Regions from separate parts of the Capsicum annuum genome. Here region 1 is linked to region 2. The links are chromatin contacts, called in public Hi-C maps. All regions are on one chromosome and are shown on one strand. The core of a region is the stretch at or near the end of the contact, and the rest is flanking DNA. Distances in the headings are between cores, read along the strand shown. Region 1 has its middle 88 kb from the start of LOC107842870. Region 2 holds the start of LOC107842870 (phosphatidylinositol:ceramide inositolphosphotransferase 2).

What was found. A called contact is a pair of places that touch in the nucleus more often than the background predicts.
Region 1: a contact with region 2 is called in a Hi-C map of placenta, with 4 times the contacts expected there. The contact joins the enhancer-like site here to the promoter of LOC107842870 in region 2. A contact is called at or near these places in 2 of 5 Hi-C or Micro-C datasets (leaf and placenta).

What each region holds. Positions count from the first base shown.
Region 1 is chr9:45,354,382-45,357,081 of UCD10Xv1.1, reverse strand. No RefSeq gene overlaps it. Among protein-coding and RNA genes, the nearest start is that of LOC107842870, 88 kb to the right of the region's middle. Within about 2 kb of position 1,366, at least 1 of the 5 cell types and tissues checked has an H3K27ac peak or open chromatin away from gene starts, as enhancers often do.
Region 2 is chr9:45,266,493-45,269,192 of UCD10Xv1.1, reverse strand. It overlaps LOC107842870 (phosphatidylinositol:ceramide inositolphosphotransferase 2), which reads left to right and starts at 1,269. Exons shown (of 12, transcript XM_016686913.2): 1 at 1,269-1,849; 2 at 1,961-2,050. The coding sequence starts at 1,790.

The DNA.
Region 1 (2,700 bases), core at 117-2,616, 88 kb before region 2:
TTTAAGAATAGGATTTTTTAGCTCGGTCCATATAAGCCCATAGTTGGGCTGGCCCATGGACTAAATAAAAAATAATGAAAAAATAGAATAGAGTACTAAGAATAAAAAAAAGAGTTCAAAATCAAAGTCTATTTGAATCATTATAAATATTTAGATATTAAATATATTTATAAAATATATAAATAATTCAAATATAACTATTGCATTTTTTAAGTAATTAAATATGTTTGATGAAGATGATGTGGCGATGTTCAACACACCATAAGTGTCATGTGTTTGTTTTTTTAGAAGTTCATTTTCACTTTTAATAGACTAAATATTGACATTTCTTTGTAGTTTAATGTGATCAATCAAAACAAAATTAGGTTAATATTGCTATTCAGCTAGTTATGTTATTACTCATTAACAATTTTGTTTGTTTTTCAACATCTCTATTTGGATTGAAATTGATATTAAAAGTTATTTAATTTCACAGATTATTAGGGTTTTTTTGTAAATTTGAGATTTGATTAACAAGTAGTAACTTCATGTAATATTAGTTGTAAATATTTATTTAATTAATAATTTAAAATTAAAATTAAAATTATAAAATTAATATATTTTAAAAAGTGGGTTAGCCCGTGAAGGTGGCCCACATTGTGATGAGTTGGGCTTGCTATTTTCTAATTTGTCATGTTGATGGATCAGCCTAACCTGACTCGTAAAATTTCAAAGCTCACATAGATTAACCCGAATGGGCTGAGCCCGCCCGTATTGACAGCGCTAATTAAAATAGAATTATTTGCATGCTAAAGACTGATGTGGCAAATGATGAGAGAGTGAAGAAGAAGACAAAATTAAAATTTTACTAGTTTTTTACTTTTTATTAAAATTAAATGTACACTTTCTCACTTTTTCTTTTTTTTTTTAAGTATTTTTCTTTTATTTCTACTTTAGCCTTCCCTTCAACTGCGTATATCACTTGCCAGTAATCTTGTACCTTTCGTTCTTTCATTTTTTTGTTGTTAATCTTCTTCCCTCTCGCACACAAATCACTCTTTTTCTAATCTAGTTGTTAAACTTGTGTGATAAAATCAAATTTGAAAATCATAATGCATATAACGTGATAAACTTTTTCATGAAATTGACTTTGATGGTATATAAAAGATAATTTAAATCGTTTATTTTTTCTAATTGTTATTTAAAAAAATAATTATGCTAAGCTTGTAATGAAAGATTGTGATGGTGTTTGTCTGTTGACAAGAGTCTTTGATATATTATAATTTATTTGACCCATGAAAATCTTAATTCGTTATGTAGGACATTAGTCACAATCCAAAAACATAACGTACATGCATAGGACCCATTCATAGATTTCATAATCTGTAATTCTGTTAAGTTTATCCATCAGAAACAGTTATGATTTTGGTCCATATATATGTGACACCAATCAATTTTGATGGAAATAAAATCTTTTTCTTTTGTTTATAAGCATTTGCTGGTATTGATAACACATTTTTGTTAGGTTATAAGGGTTGTTTGATTTGAAAATGGTTATCCCGAGATAACTAATTATTTCGGAATAAAATAAAAGAACACATTTTCCTTTGTTTGGTTGGAGAGATTAATCCAACCCGGGATAACTTATTCCACCATTTTCCCCTTAGTCCCGGGATAACTTATCCCATATACATGATGGAATAAGTTATCCCAGGATAAACATTTTCAAACCAAACGATACCTAAATCTAATACTACAACGGCTGAACTCTCAGCCTTTATCTCATACCCGATCTCATATTTCCCAAGCTAGATGAATAAATACCGAATACCAAACGGTATTAATATTTTGTACCAAACTCAATCCCGAATATCGAAATATTAAAATTTTATTCCCAAATATCATACCAAATACCGAATTACCAAATACCAATTATCAAATTTTTTGGTTCGGTTTGGTTCAGTAATTCGATTTTCGGTATCTTATGTCCAGCCCTACCTGTTAGGGGTCGTTCAGTAGGGGTGTGCAAAAATCAAACCGACCGATAAATCGAACCAATAAAAATGTTATTAGGTTACTGGTATTGGGTTATTGGGTTAACGATTTCTTATTGGTTTTATAAAAAAAATTATTGGGTAAACGGTTCGATTTTGATTTTAGCTTACTGGGTTATCGGTTAAACCGATAACCCAATAAGGATACACTAAACTATTGTTTTACATCCTATTTATGTTATATATATATAAATCTCTCTCTCTCTATATATATATATGTATGTATATATATTATATGCACTACTTATTCACAATTCAGTGATTCACAAAGTATTAACCTATTCAAGGCAACAAAGGCACAACATAAAACTCGGATATTGGCGTATTGAAAAGCTTGAAGCATTTATAGCTTCCAACAATTAGGATTCAATTTTTTTTTGAACTAACATTCAGTTCAAGTTTGAAGATTTTTGTAAACTAAAATGTATTGCATAGGATTTTGTCGGTAACTAAGATTTTGTCTTTTTATGTTAGTTGTTACTATTTTTATTTTCTAAGTATTTTTTTATTGGTTAAACCGAAAACCGAATCGTTAAGGATTAAAAAATCAATAAACCGAAACCAATAAGAAAATATTTTATTGGTTGGTTATTGGTTTCACATATTTAAAAATCGATAAACCAAACCAATAACACATAAAACCAAAACGAATCGACCGATGCACACC
Region 2 (2,700 bases), core at 20-2,519:
TAATTATACAAAAGATCGTGTTTGTAAGCATGTTAATTAGCGTAACAAGAAAGAAGTACATTGGTTATTTAGTTAGGAAAAAAATATTCATATATTAAACTATTTTTTTAAAATTATTTTATAAAAAATCAGCATATCAAATATGTTGTAAGTTATTAATTAACAATTCACATAAATAAAATATGTAAAAAATTTCAATCAATTCATATAATTACTTTATGTTAGATAGATAATAAAATAACTATAATATAATACATGATTTAATTTGTATAATTAATTTCTATTAGTGTTGTTTGGTTATATCATCAACCAAACAACTCCTAACTGTATAACCATTAACTTAGAAAGTTCAATGATTACTGATCTAAACTAATGTACATGTTAATAATTATATCTAATTAAAATTAAACAATAATATTTTAAATTTGAAATTATAAAAAGAAATATTTAGAATATCCCCATAAATAATTAAAGAGCAACAAAAAGAGAATAAGGACAAATTTATTTAGTTAAGTGAATTATTGAATATTTAATTATCACAATTCAAATTTCATATTGTAGTTTATTACTCCGTGTGTTACAATTATGGGAGTTAATTTGATTTGGAACAAAATTTAGGATACTTTTTTTTTTTTTTTTAATTTGAAGTCTAAAATAAGTACTAGTTATTTGTGTGATAAATTATTTAATAAAAATATCTTATAGTTATTTTTTTAAAATTTTTCATCCGGTGTTCGATGTCCGTATTGAAGCTTCAATTAATTTGAATCACGCGTTGCAGGGTTTGGAGTAGCACTACCAACAAGATTTTTTTCATACTCACCTCTTGTTAAGGGTGTAGCAACCCTCCACTGTACTACAATCCATGTTAAGTTATTCTCAAATAAGAGAATATATCATTTTTTTAGAAATAAATTAACATAAAAAATAACTCATATAAATTGAGACACACAAAATAATTCAGATCCAATGAACGGAGTAGTTCTATTAATTACCTCATAAAGTTTTTCCTATATATTTTTTGAAATAACATACAAAAATAATTCATTTATGAGAGGTATAGCCTTTTTTTATGGCGGAATATATTAACAGTTATTTAAATGGTAATTACTTTATTTAGATACTTAGATTATTACAGTTTCTAAATAAATATATGATTAAATAATTTTGTTATATACTGCCTATTAAAAAATTATACTACGTACTTATTCTGATAAAAAATTTAAGAGTTTGACTATATATTTAAGTTTTTGATTTTTTTTAAACTTGAAATGTCTTTATCAAGTCTCCAATTTCCTCCCTTTTTCCCAATTGGAATTTTCTTTTATCTTTTTCCCCTTCTTTTCCAAAAAAAAAAAAAGCAAAAATCTTTATATACATATATATTTGTTCTTCTCTCTTCTCAACTGTCCTCCGTGTTGAACTCGCGTTTTAGCAGACAAAGGAGAAATCAAAAAAGGGTGAGAGAAGGTAGTTTCTAGAGAGAGAAAAAATCGCAAACCCACTTTTTAGAGAGAGAAATAATCAAACTGTACCGGATTATTCTCGGAGAAAATTTACCAAAGTTTCCGTCTTTGTACACTCATTGTAAATCGATTTAAGGGGTTTTCGGTGCCGATCGGGTTCTAGTTTTATTTATTTTCAATTGAAAAAATTGTTTGAATTGAATTTTTGTGACAGAAAAAGAAAAAGGAAAAAAGAGGTATTAGAATTTGCTTGGAATTAAAAAGGAGGTTTTTTTTTAGGTTGAACGAATTTGACCAACAAGATGGTTGGTTTGTGATGTAATATGGCCTTGGTTGGTACAGATAAAGATATGTCTTTTTACATTGGTCGCGAGGCTTCTAAGGTGAGCCTTTTTCTTGTGTGATTTTTTTTTTTTTAATTTTTTTTTTGTGAAGATCCAGTTTTTGTTGATTGTGTTGGTTGTTGTATTTTTTTTTTCTTTGGTGGAGAGTAGTTGTGGAAGAGATTTTGTGCGGAGGTGACAACAGAGATCAATCTTCTAGCTGAAAATTGGAAATATATTCTGGGTGGTTTGATTTGTCAGGTATATTTTATTTATGTGTTCTTACTTTTGATGAATTACTATGTTACCTGTTTGTTTTTGTTGTATGTCTTGATAAATGTTGTGTCTTTGTGCCCGAAGGTCTTTTGGAAACAGGTAGAGTTAAGGTCTGCGTATACTCTGCCCTTGCGAGTTCCCACTTGTGGGACCATACTGCGTATGTTGTTGTTATTGGGTGTGCTTGATTGCATGGACCTTTGGTACTATTATTGTGATTTGGATATCTATAAGTTCTATCAGGTTTTAGTGATGCAATCTACAATCATATAGCATAGTTGTTATAAAGAAGTGTAGTTTCACTTTGCTTAGAGCTTTACAACAGCAACAACAACATACCCAGTGTAGTGTAGTCTCACAAAGTGGGGTCTCTCGGGAAGGTAGAGTGTCCGATAGACCCTCGGCTCAAGGAAAAACAATACAGTAAAATAGGTGGTGAAAGTACAAGAAACATCAGAGAATAATGAAAAACAACATATAGTAACCGAACAGAAACTGTAATACCATAATATGACAGAGAGTAACAGAAATCGAAGGACAAGATTTACTGAGAGCTCTAGAAGTTTCAAATTTAAATGTTGTACGGTTGTAGTTAATTTTTACATCATCAGTTGATAATTGAGGGACCTGGGAAG